Regions from separate parts of the Sus scrofa genome. Here regions 2 and 3 are each linked to region 1. A link is a contact called in public HiChIP or PLAC-seq data. All regions are on one chromosome and are shown on one strand. The core of a region is the stretch at or near the end of the contact, and the rest is flanking DNA. Distances in the headings are between cores, read along the strand shown. Region 1 has its middle 160 kb from the start of SLC7A11. Region 2 has its middle 40 kb from the start of SLC7A11. Region 3 has its middle 59 kb from the start of SLC7A11.

What was found. HiChIP or PLAC-seq counts read pairs in DNA pulled down with a chosen protein or histone mark.
Region 2: an H3K27ac HiChIP or PLAC-seq map of alveolar macrophages shows a contact between it and region 1. The contact joins two enhancer-like sites. A contact is called at or near these places in 3 of 47 Hi-C or Micro-C datasets (alveolar macrophages, embryonic fibroblasts and mesenteric adipose tissue) and 1 of 2 datasets of contacts at active chromatin or transcription factors (alveolar macrophages).
Region 3: an H3K27ac HiChIP or PLAC-seq map of alveolar macrophages shows a contact between it and region 1. The contact joins two enhancer-like sites. A contact is called at or near these places in 3 of 47 Hi-C or Micro-C datasets (alveolar macrophages, liver and skeletal muscle) and 1 of 2 datasets of contacts at active chromatin or transcription factors (alveolar macrophages).

The regions. Positions count from the first base shown.
Region 1 is chr8:88,448,954-88,453,412 of Sscrofa11.1, reverse strand. No RefSeq gene overlaps it. Among named protein-coding and RNA genes, the nearest start is that of SLC7A11, 160 kb to the left of the region's middle. Within about 2 kb of position 2,307, at least 3 of the 83 cell types and tissues checked have an H3K27ac peak or open chromatin away from gene starts, as enhancers often do. A contact at or near this core is called in alveolar macrophages, where this site is marked.
Region 2 is chr8:88,565,868-88,570,326 of Sscrofa11.1, reverse strand. No RefSeq gene overlaps it. Among named protein-coding and RNA genes, the nearest start is that of SLC7A11, 40 kb to the left of the region's middle. Within about 2 kb of position 1,891, at least 1 of the 83 cell types and tissues checked has an H3K27ac peak or open chromatin away from gene starts, as enhancers often do. A contact at or near this core is called in alveolar macrophages, where this site is marked.
Region 3 is chr8:88,547,237-88,551,695 of Sscrofa11.1, reverse strand. No RefSeq gene overlaps it. Among named protein-coding and RNA genes, the nearest start is that of SLC7A11, 59 kb to the left of the region's middle. Within about 2 kb of position 2,510, at least 8 of the 83 cell types and tissues checked have an H3K27ac peak or open chromatin away from gene starts, as enhancers often do. A contact at or near this core is called in alveolar macrophages, where this site is marked.

The DNA of each region.
Region 1 (4,459 bases), core at 1,058-3,557:
ATTGAGGTACCAACGATGCAATTCTTAACCTGAGGGCATAAATCTAAAATTTAGCCGAATGAAAGGTAACAAGATAGCTACAATTTGATTATTCAGAACTTTTATTGGTAGCTAAGCTCTAGGGAGAAAATGAGTTTTTAGAAGAATTATGGAAGAGTATGCAATGACATTAATTTCAATTTTTAAAAATTAGGGAACATAAAAGAAATAAGAAAACAAATTGATATATTGGGCAATAATTCTGAGAGAGTAATAAACTTGGAATGTATTCATTAGCAGTCAACAATATGTTTAGGGGATTAATTATTAATGATGTTGCAGAGAGTCAAATCCTGCTATGGGCTGTAATTATTAAATGTGGTTTTGATGAGCAACAATTATGTGAGCACAACATTCCTTTTCAGAGTTTGTTCTGTTTTGTCTTAGGCTTTCATTATTCACGGTTTGCTGCAAATAAGAACTGTAATATGATACTACAATGCAAAACCTTGGGGTGGTCCCCTGTGCCACCAGATTTCTACCAACACTTACTCTCTACTCTCAGCAATCAGAGAATCTTTAAGAAATGTTTTTACCCTATAACATCACCGCCAACCCAGGGAACAAGCAAAATGGAAGCATCAAAATGAGGTAATGCAGGAGGAAGAGAAAGAGTTTCAGGTGGTTAACAAAAGGATGATGGATTTGAGGGCAGCAGGTGATGAAAGATTAAAAAACCTGAGACAAAGAAAGAGTTAGGAGGGTTGAGACTTCAGGAACCCTGCTTTCCTGTCTCCAGTTCTTAATCTGGCTGAAGGTATGGGCAGCCATGATTGTTAGGACTTGTAACAGATGACAACCTGCAGTCAACAGATCATCAACTACCTCCTACCACCAGTGTGACAAAGACCACAAGAAGGTCTGGGCTGAAAATCAGATCACCCAGCCTCTAGATAGCTGGTAAGGCTGCCATTATCAGATTTGCACTAGGGCTGCTGGACACTTTTTATGGCAGATGCCACTGGGTAGGAACATGGGTTCTGGAGTCAGACTGCCTTGGTTCAAGCTTCACACCACTAACCAGCTGTGTGAACTTAGCAGGTTAATTATGCTCAGTTAGGCCTGGGTTCCCCCAACTGTGAATGAGGACACAATGATACTGACCTGGTAGCCCGCCCAGGAAACTACAGAAGAGTGCCTGGCTTATAATAAGCACTCAAAAATATTACTTAGGATTATTTGTAGCTTTCCTACTGTGTTATAATATAGTTTAACTATATTTTCATAACAAACAAAATTATTGATATTTAACAGCTACTTAACAGATAGACATGGTGGTTTTAGTGGCTGGGAATCTCATTAAATAGGTTCCTAATAGTCAGCTGATATTTAGTGAGCATATTAGTGGCCTTATTGCTTTTAAATTAAGCTCTTATTTCAACCATTTAATTTCTGTTTATAACATACTTCCAGCCTTTTTACAAAAAAAGAAAAAACATATAAAACTTCTCTTATAAAAGAATAATGATATCTATTGATCTGTTTTCTTCCTTGTTTTTATTGACTACTTAAATCCTTAGAAGCATTTGGGCAAAGATACTTTGAGCTGTTCAATCCTGCTAGGTCGTATGCTGTTGTGAAATTATTTTCTGCCCAACCACAAATACAATATACTTGTATAACTTCCTCTTTTACATTTCCAGTTTCTGATTCACAGACAATCACATGCAGATTCTCTTTATTTGGCAACACAACTTCTATCTTTATGTTCTTCTTTCTTTTCCCGGATGTCTTTTCCCATTGTGATGACTTCAATCCCATCATTTCTATACCTGTCTACTTGCAATATCAATATTATCTTAATACTGTGTTTATCTGTACTTTCTTCTACCCCATACATCCTGTCAGTATAAACTTTTTCCCCTAGATTGACTAACCAGCCTGGTTTAACGTACTGTTTATTTGTCCGTCTTCGGTTGAATATTACACATTTATCAGGCACTGAATAAAATGCATGGCTTGTGCCAAAGTAATAAAGGATCATATTCTACTAGAAAAAGACACATGTACTAATCATACAGCCAAGAGCAAGCTGACCCTGCTTGAGATCTTGCAGCAAAGTGCAGAAACTCACAAAGCTCTCACAAAAGAGTCAACAATAAACATCTATTAGGTTGTCAGCTGTAAACACCTGCCAAGATGCTGCATCACCGCATGAGGAGCCGTGAAATAATGTCCTCACTGTCTTTTTTTACCTCTTCTTCTTCTTCACTCCCAACCCTTGAAGAGTCAGAAACTTCTATGGGTGAGTCAGAGAAGAAAGGAGAAGAAGATTAGGTAATAAATCTCTCCAACCCCCACTTCAAATCCAGGCTTCCATCTGAGCTGCTAGACAGGAAGAAGCCTCAACATTAACACCAAACAAAAGTTTTTATTATGACATGCAACTGACAGTAAAATTGCTAAACTCAGACAGTTGTCTATGATCTGAAGTTACCAGAAAACCATATTTCCCAAGAGTTATGAGAAAAGCCATGGAGCCTGCCTAACTTTTCGTACAGGGATGGGAAAGTCTCATTCCACAGACCATGTTTAAAAGGATAGAGGGAGGCCAAGTCAAGACTGCTTTCTGGCTGGAGGATGCAAGTCATAGCAGTTCAATGTGGCAGTTGCTTTTTAAGAGAAAATGGTGGACTTCCCAGTGTGGCTTAGTGATAATGAACCTGACTAGTAACCATGAGGACTCAGGTTTGATCCCTTGCCCAGTTCAATGGGTTAAGGATCAGGTGTCACTGCGAGTTGTGGTGCAGGTCACAAACCAGACTCAGCTTGGATCTGGCATTGCTGTGGCTGTGGTGTAGGGCTGTGGCTGCAACTCAAATTCAACCCTTAAGCTTGAGGACTTCCATATGCCGCACTACAGAGCTTAAAAAAGAAAAAAAAAAGAGAGAGAATGGTGATACCAGGGGCCAAAATTGCTTCCCCAGGAAAGGATATGCAAAGGAAAGGGGCAGAGCGTAACTCAGCAAATTGTCTTGAAACAGGGAAGCCATCCTGAAAAGGAACCATGTCAGTTGTCACCACTGGGTCAAGGACTGCTAGTCACTCCTTCATGTCTGATCTATACCTAGGGACATAGGAAGTCACCAGACTTCAAATAGCTCCATTTTCCTGAGCTGCTGAGAAGGAATCATCTAACATGCCTCTCCCTTGCCTTCCAGGAAGGTAAAGATTCTCGTGAAGAATTATTATAATTATCCTTTTAAATAATAACTTAGGCATTAATGGAAACATTAGTCTTCTGCATGATAATATTGCCATCACTTAAAGACACAACTTATGACAGCAAAACCGCCCAGAGAAGAGGCTCTAAATCAATGCAAAATAACAAAAGGATAGAAAACATATCCCTGGAGACATACCAAGAACTGCACATTGTTTTGCATTTATTAAAATGCAGATGTAAGCATGAGGCATAAAATTACAATATTAAACCAAGAACTTAAATTATAGAGTATCATATAAGATTATAACTTTGCTTTCCTTTAGGGAAACAATGGGGGCAGGAAATGTCATTTTGAGACTATTCACTAGTGATTTGAAGGTGTCTAGCACAATATTTGGCCTTATTTTTTTTTTCTTTTTATGGCCATGGCACATGGAAGTTCCTAGGCTAGGGGTTGAACTGGGGCTGCAGCCGAGGCCTATGCCACAGCCATGAGCCATGACAACACCAGATCCAAGCAGCATCTGCAACCTACACCACAGCTTATGGCAATGCCAGAACCTTAACCCACTGAGTGAGGCCAGGGATTGACCCTACATCCCATGGATATTAGTCAGGTTCTTAACCCACTGAGCCACAACAGCAAATCCATGGCATTTATTTTTTAATGAATAAAAAAGGACAAAAGGATCTCCTATCATTCAAGAAAAAGAATTAGACCCTGCATGTTTTGAAATAATATCCAAAATCCAAAATTACATTTTAACTCCTCAAAATAGCCCAGGTGGGCACCTTATTCCACAGAGGTTAAGACCTCAATGTCTGTTTTACTCCAATGAAACAGGTAATCTACTTTTAAAAATTATCTAATGTGTGCATAAGATATATGAGCATTTGCTTCGTTTATTTTAAATAGACACTTCCTAACTGACTGTATCTTATTTCTTAGGCCTTAAAGAACCACACCCTAGAGGCAGTACACTATAGGGAACTATTTTGGGGGGCGAAGAGCCTTAATGTGAATTAGAACTCTTGCTCCATCACATTTCAGACATGCCCCAGCTTGTGTAGCTTTCAAAAGCTTTAATAATAGCAATTCCATTTAATTTGTAAGTTCCTAAGAAGATACGACAAGACGGTGAACATGAAATTGTATGAAGATTTATAAAGTAATATAAAATAGTGATGTATTTTATTTTTTCAACAGTATTTCAGTGAAGAATATCTAACCTAGTAAAGGACAAAGAAGACAAA
Region 2 (4,459 bases), core at 642-3,141, 120 kb before region 1:
CATTTACATCTGAATAAGGATGCTGAAAGGAACTCTACCAATAGATTAAGATTGCTATAAAATCCCAAAATTGGGAACTATCAGTGCCAATTATCACACATATTCTAGAGAGTGCCCACCAACACATCTCCACAAGACCTACTACCTGAAACATCATGGCTGTCTAGCCTGACATAAAAGCAGATTCCAAAATTCAGAGAGAATCTAGAGTCATTAGTCTAAGTAGAGAATGGTACATGCCCTCCTTCCCTGCAGGTCCACCGTCCAAGCCTTCTCCATGTGCCCTGCCCTCAGAGGCAGCCTGTATGAGCTGCAACAATGGGTTCTCTTGCTCTCTGACTGTCTGTGGGTATAACTCTTAGGGAGAATGGGCAGGAGATGGTGGAGAAACAGGAGAGCTTTAGTGTTGCCAAGAGTTGGCTGTACCTATTGGGGGATGAACATAACTCCTGTTGGGTGACCTTCTCTCCACACAGCTCTGTCTCCAGCACCAGTAACCAGTCTCCCTAGTAGTTTAGCCTTAGGAGTAGTAGCTCCAAGAATTCAAAAGTACTGAATTCTCCTTCTCACACCTTTAAAAATAGTCCTTTTTTAATTAATTAAAAAATATTATTTTACTTTGATCATTTCATTGTAACTTTGATTTTTACTTTCTCACCTATAGGTTTTCCCGATTGAATTTTTCCCAATTTTTTGTAGTAAAATGTACAACATTGACTCTATTAACCACTTTTAAGTGTCCAGTTCAGTGGTATTAATGTTATTCGTGTCATTGCATAACCATCAATCACCACCATCTATCTCCAGAACTCTCCATCTTGCAAAATTAAAACATTAACTCCCTATTCTACCCTCCCCCCATTCTGCTTTCTGCCTCTAAAAAGATAACACATAGAATGGAAGAAAATATTTATACATCACATATCTAATAAGGGATTAATATCCAGAATACATGGAGAACTACTAAAACTCACCAACAAAAGCACTGACCATCTGTTTAACAAGTGGCAAAAAAGCTGGAATAGACATTTCTTCAAGGAAGATATACAAATATCCAGCAAACATGAAAAGATACTCAACATCACTAATCATTAACAAAATGCAAATCGAAACTACAATAAGATACAGCATCATAATTAGGAACATGTGGAAAAATTGGAACCCAGTGGAATGTTGGTAGTAATGTGAAATAGTACAGCTGCTGTGGAAAACAATATGGTGATTCCTTAAAAAAAATACAATTACCATATCCTCTAACAATACGCACAAGGGAATAGAAAGAGGGTATCAAAGAGATATTTTTCACACCCATGTTTATAAGAGCATTGACTACAAAGCTGAAACATGGCAGTAACCCATGTCCATCGACAGATGATAGATCAAAGGATAAACAAAACGCAGTGTATGCATACCTATATATCACTCAGCCTTAACTAAGAAGTCATTTTTTTTCCCCAAATCTCTCCTTATTTTGACCCATTTCAAATGTGGTATCTATTTATTATTGCCACTCAAACCAACATATCTACAAAAACGATGTGAGGAGGCTTTCAAGAAAACCACTCAAAGAGATTAGATGTCAGTAAAAAGGGGAAACAGGCTTTTTTTTTTTTTTTGTCTTTTTGTTGTTGCTATTTCTTGGGCCGCTCCCGTGGCATATGGAGGTTCCCAGGCCAGGGGTTGAATCGGAGCTGTAGCTACCGGCCTACGCCAGGGCCACAGCCACGCGGGATCCGGGCCGCGTCTGCAACCTACATCACAGGTCATGGCAACGCTGGATCGTTAATCCACTTAGCAAGGGCAGAGACCGAACACGCAACCTCATGGTTCCTAGTCGGATTCGTTAACCACTGCGCCACGACGGGAACTCCTCCGGAAACAGCCTTTTGAGTAACTTTGGACTTCTGCTTACTCAGAGATCTTCCCTCAACACTGTGGAGTCTCCTGCCAGAGGGAGGTGCTGGGGGCACTCAGAAGAGGTCAAACAGGAACACACTCTCCTGGTCAGGGAACTGAGCACTGGAAAGTCACCTGCAGGGCCTCCTAAGACTATGCACGTGCCCCATGAAATGGCCCCCATTTGTGCTCCTGCCACTCTGGGCAGCAAAGCAGAACCCTGAGAATCAATCAAGAGGGAATTGCATAGTATCATGTGCTCAGTCACACAAAAGACATTTTTCTTTTTCCTTTCCCCTTTTTCAAGCTCCAACACCCTGGAGAAGACAAAGGATGTAAAAGTAAGGGTAACAGATAAAATTCAGGATGCCCAGTTAAATTTGAATTTCAGATCAACAGCAGCAATAAAAAAAAAAATTAATATAAGTATGTACCAAACACTATTTGGGATATACTTATACTAAAAATAATTTATCTGAAATTCAATTTAACTGGGCATCTTGCTTTGCTTTTTGTTTTTTTGTTGTTGTTGTTATTGTTTTTGTTTTCTAAATCTGACAACCTAATGTAAGAGGAAGGAGACAGTGTCTCAGGATTAGAGCTTTTCCCATCCCTATCCACACACACAGTAAGGTTGATCAGTGAGGAGGAGGAGGAGAATTTTAGATCAGAAATGACACTGCATTTTCAGCTGTTCTAAACCACACTGAACTTTTTTTTTCCCCATGAAAAAAGAGACAGGACAGTTCTAGAGTCTGTCATAAGTCCTCTTAAAGGGTGACAAGGAGAAAAAGTAAAACAAGCCCATGTTTTGGGGCCCCACCAATTTCAGGTTTGTTCAATGAGACAATTAAATGTCCAGAATTTGATAAAATGTCCAAATACAAGCCTGGATTCTATGTGGAACATATCTATCTACACACAGATAACTACCACCCCTAGAAATAGATGCAATCTGTTTTTACAATAATGGCCAAGAATTTCGAGGACAGATGCAAGAATTTTGATGAGGATTCTCAGAGATCAAGGTGGCTTGGGAAATACCAGAAAGCTGAGATGGGGATGAAAACAAAGACTTTCCAGCCCCTCGTATAAAGCCCCTGTGCAGACAAAGTGCTTGGCTAGCCATTCATGTGGGAATAGCATGAAAGCAACCTTGTTAGAGCTTGCTGAAGATGCCTATTCCTCTGAGGCTCTGGGGACCTCTCATGAAAAAGGGAGGTCTAGAAAATAATACTTAAATTCCACCTCAGGTACTCAATTTTTTCGAAAGACTGAACCTCTTCTTGAAGAAAAAAATGAAAAACTGTGTAAGAATGGCCCACATCTTATGCCCTGATATCCTTCTTTAAAGTGCTTGGACTTGCCATCAGAAAAGAAGGCTCATCTAACAAGATGGATAGAAGAGTGTGTTCTCCAATCTTTTAAGAAAACTAGGAAGACACAAAAAGGCAGGGATTTCTGGACCTGTTTTTGGAGAACAAGCTGTGGAGCCTTAGTTAAAATAGACTATTGAGATATAAGCTTATTCTTCTTCTGAGGTTAATGAAGCTAATTTGGGGAAAGGAGAAGAGGGAGGTCAAAGTCAATGAAGACAGAAAGAGGGGAGAGAAAAGAAACTGTTTATAGCCATGAAGATCCCTGGTAGGGCTTTAAATGGAACATATGACTCCTTGCAATGTTGCTCAGTAATAACTTCAAAGACTTGAGACTCAGTGATCAGACAGGCTGACCCGGCTTCCTTGAATAACTGATCAGTTATTAGATGCCAATGTAGTATGGCATCTTCTCATGATCTGATGCAATACTCCCCAAAGGAAAAAAGCAATATTAAAGAGCTACCTTGCAGGGATATAGATTCACCTGCAGAAAATTATCAGAGAATCCCTTTCTGCATAAGCGGCATTTAAGATGAGGAGTCAGCCTTGAAAGCAGCAAAAGGGAAGAGCAACTCAGATGGAACAGTACATGATATGGCTTCAAAATAAAAAGCAGTTCTGCATGCTTGGAGTGCTGAATAGAAATCCATTTGGCTGGAGCACAGTGAGAAGGCAAATGGGAGGTAAGTTTTAAGCTGAATTAGCAATGAATAAATTAGAGAATAAATGTATTGTTACTAGGAAGGATGTTTGCATTCCACTTAGATTTGTGAAGAAAGGATGCTCTAGGTACAAAGTGAGTAGTGGCTGTTTTATACAGGAAAGGGAAGCAAAATGGATCCCTAGAACCTACAGATAGAAAAGAATGTAAAGTCTTGAGGAAAGACAATATGAATGTGACAAGTAGATACGGGTTCCAAGGGAAGAGAAGCACACTTTTTCCCTTGCTCCAAGAAAGATGACAAAGCAGGGGTTCCCCACTCCAGAACCGCCATGTTTGGAAAGTATCTGCGCAAAAAAAAGCTCTCTTGTTTCTTTTCATAAAACTTCAAGAAAACCATCACTCAAAGCAAGTCTTAAGGGATATCCAGTGTGCTCAGGGTTTTCTTACCTGGCAAAGAACAGCTCCTAGATGACTGGTTTTTGAGAAGAGGGTACACATTCCTATTGATAGTTAGTAAGTG
Region 3 (4,459 bases), core at 1,261-3,760, 98 kb before region 1:
GTCATATCAGAGCTACTGCTGATGGCCTACACTGCAGCCGCAGCAATGCCAGAACTGACATGAGTCTATGACCTACACCACAGCTCACAGCAACACTGGATCCTTTATCCCACTGAGCAAGGCCAGGGATCGAACCCACAGCCTCATGGATACTAGTTGTATTCTTAACCCAGTGAGCCACAGTGGGAACTCCCCAAACCACATGTATTTAAAGACAGAAGAGAACTTGTGCATAGAGGAAGACAATGTTAAAACCAAGAGCACGGATGATTCAGCCACACATGAATAAACCACACAAAGGGGTGCAGGACTGGGGCTGGCAAACAACGTGGCCAATGGGGCAAACTCAGTCCACTGCCTTTTTTTTAAAGGCTAGATTTAAAGGAACATAGGATTGTTACTTAATTTACTAATATAGCCATTGAGAGAGACACTCTATGGCCTACAGAGACTGAAATGATTTCTGTCTGGCCCTTGACTGAAAAAGTTTGGCAACCCTTGATCTAGAAAAAGTTAAAATTTGAATAACTCATGTTTTTAAATAAAATTCTGTGAATTGAGACCCATCTAATTTTTTAAAAATGTCTTCTAGAAAGCCAATGTAGCAGACTTCACTTCTCTTCTTTGCCTAGTCCTTTGAGTGAAAAGTACACGTCTGTACTTAGAGGTAATTGCACCTCAAAAGTCAAGACCACTTAACTGTTAAATTAGAATTGGGGGTAGAGATATAAAATGCTTTAAATAAAATGGAGATTAATTAGGAATTCAAATGTGTTAACATTATGCAAATGGTCAATTAAATAACTAATTACATTGAAAAATTAATTGCCTGATTAAGTAGATGACCACACCCCACCACATATCCTTTCTCAGCCCACACAGGTGTTCCATGTCTCCTAGACTTCAAAACTGATTTGGCATTCATATTTAATGACCAGAATAGCCAGACACATTTTTTAATTGTTCAATTATCTATTCATTCTACAAGCATATAACAAATGACAATTTTGTGCTGGAAACTATGTTAGCATTTAGGAGTAGAGTAAAAAAAAGATGGTCCCTGACCTCAAAAAGCTCACTTTTCTCCCATTCTCACTTCTTATATGTTTTAGGTCTTATTCCACAATCTACATATCCCTATGGCATCTAGTTTACACAACAAGCCCTCCATATCTGTGGACGTGGAACCCATAGACAGAGGTCCTACTGAATCTTTATAACAGAATGGACAAAAAGGAAAAGCTGCCTATTACAAATGATATTGGAGGAAGATGTGCTTGGTTGGAAAAACACTTGTCTGGGCCCACTGGTTGTGCTCAGGCAGGCTCTCACTTTGGTGTGGAGGAAAGAGGTTAAAGTTAAAAGGGGCAAATTTATTCTGTATAACTCAGGACCATCAACTTTTGATTCCTCCTGATGACATAGAAACTTTTCCCTAACATTTGTGAAATAGAGATTTAAGATTGATTTTGGTTAGGCTGAGAGTGAACTCCAGCAATATGGGGGAAGTCTGGGACCCAAAGAAATACATGAGTGAGGGATTTCCATATACCAAGAATATCTGTCCAAAGTGAGGAATTTCAGAATAACATCTAATAATCAAGTTGGTCTCTTATTCTGTACTGTAATGAACTTCTACTGTTTCTGGATTTCTAGTTACTAACTGCCTTAGGTCATTGGTTCTTTTGGGAAATGAGGGAGCAATGTCCACACTTAGGGTAGAACCCAAAGAACCAGGAAGAAACAGGATACAATGAAATGTAAATCCAAAATAAGAGTTTGGAGTTGAAGATGTAGGCAGGAATCTGTTGGCAGAGTGTAAGTGCCAGGAGTCAGAAATTCTCATAAACTCTAGAGATGACACTCAAACCCTCACAGTATGTGGCATGGAGTCCTGAATGTTTTATTTGGACATAAATGAAAAAGCCCCCAAGAAGTCTTGAAGACTTGGATACTTCAAGTTTATTATTATGAACCTGATTTCTGCCTCACGCTATACTTATTTAGATCACATAGACCTCCCCCAATGGAGTATAAGCACACATCATTCATATTTCTCCTATACCAATTTAGTGTATTATAGAGCAGGGGAATTAAATTAAAGAGGGAAAAGATTTCAAAAGCAGCAGGAAGACTGCATTAAAATCATGATCCTTGTTTCAATGTAAGAAGCAATACAGAATTGGCTGAGGGTTAAATAAATTACTTTCATCTAGTTGAATTTCCCCAATTGAAAAAAAAAAACAAAACAAAAAAACAGTTTCTCTTACAGTTAGGAGTGAGGGAGGGTGGGAAGTGTGTCAGGGAGTGGATGTTCGGAAGAGTTGTGAACAGGAGTTGAAAAATGGAAAGAACTTTTTCTGTAGCAAAACCTCATGCTGGGAGGGGGAAGAAAATGAAAGGAGGGAATCTATTTACCTTTTGAGTAAAGAGAAAATAGGTATCCCTTATGCTAATTCTGTAACAGAGAACAAACAAACCTGACTCATGTTGACTCTGTTCCTTTAAACTTTGTGCTTTGTTTACTCTGCTTAGTCATGCTGACTCTGCACCTTTGTAAAGGATTGTTACCTATGGCCTAAAATATACAGAACAGCCCATTCTCAAGGCATAACACTTTTCAGTTCATACAAAGATAAAAAGTTACTCAAGAGAGAATAACATTTATCCTTTGGGAAGTTTATAGGAACATTGTGACCAGATCTTCATGGACAGCTGCAAGAACAAAGGATTCTAATACCAAGAAATTTGTAGCAACCAACCATGCCCCCTCCACTTTCAGTATAAAAGTCTGAATTCTAACTCCAGTATGGTTTGGGTTTGGGGGTGGGGGTGGGGGCACTAGTTTACTATCCTCTCAGTCAGCTGGCTTTCTGAATAAAGTCTCTATTCCTGGAGTTCCCATTGTTTCTCAGCTGGAACCTGATATAGAGTGTGTGAGGATGCAGTTCAACCCTGGCCTCGCTCAGTGGGTTAAGGATCCCACATTGCTGTGGCTGTGGTGTAGGTCACTGCTGCAGCCCTGATTCGACCCCTAGCCCAGGAACTTCCTTATGCTGCAGGTATAGCTATAAAAAGAAAAATAAATACATGGGAAAAAAGTCTCTATTCCTTGCCTCAACAACTGGTCTTTTGATTTATTGCCCTGTTGTGCAGTGAGAACACAAGCATGGCCGTGGGAACAATTTGACTTATTCTGTGGATCATATACAATATGGACCAGAGATTTGTCAACATGACTATACAATACCGAGAATATATGCTCAGGTTCAACCTCTGGACGTTCTGATACTTTTGGTCTGAGTATAACTTTGATATTTGTATTTTTACTGTATTTCCCACAATACACTGAAATCCTAGAGGAAAGTTTCTACTCAAATTGGTCTTTTTAATCCCTAGTCTCACATGATTACTGAATAAATTAATGTGTTCACCATGTAATACCTGCCTCTTTCCTTCAGAAATTTGAAATTTATCAATAAAGATAGGTTAATATAATTTTCACTCTGTTCTCCCTTAAATGAATCCTAAAATGCCAGTGTTTTATTTACCTATACCAAAAAAAAAAAAAAATTAGAAAAAGAAAAGGAAATCTGGATTTTCCCATGTAAACTCTTCATGTGTTGTTTTAACTTAAATGTAATAATGTCAATTTCTGGCATATAAATAAGTGGTTCTGTTTCATATGGTAATATAATAAAGGTGGCTTCGGTACTTTCATTATCTTTTTGTGGTATTCTAACTTGGGGCATCAGCTTTAACAACTTAATTAATACATTTTTAACAAAGCTAAGGATGGGAACATTGTTGCAAAGCTCATTTTCTGATAGAAGATAGCAGAAAAGTTTGGAGTCCACGCAATACCCACAAATGCTGTGACATAAGAGTTCCAATGATTTGAAAATTTTGGAGGAGAAAAAAGTCTATTTCAATACCCCAAATGAAAAAGCACAATCCTGGAATAGGTCTACTCTCACCAAGCCAAAGCTTTCAGATTATTTCTGTAATATTGCTACCAATGTTTCCAAGATGTAGACTTAGTTTTCAAGCACACACACACACACACACACACACACACACACACACACACCCCTTTTTGAAAGAGGATGCATTTGACAAATGTTGAGTATATTCTAAGTAGCTTATTTTCCATTAGAATAATAAGTACAAGTTATATTTTACAAATGATGTGTATTAAAAATGAGAAAATACTTCATTCAATTCCTAAATTCAGTTAACAATTGGTTTTTCTGCCTAAATGAAACTGTGGCACACTGACATTATGAGCATTGGCCTAAAGAAAGAAGAAATTCCTTGGAAATCAAGAGAACTGGGAGAAAGATCAGGATGACAGCAACTGTACACCTAGACCAGGTGCAATTAATTTAACAAGTTACCAGACCATCCAAAGGTCACAGCTGTTCAATACTTCATTTGGGTCCCATACAGTCCCAGCGTA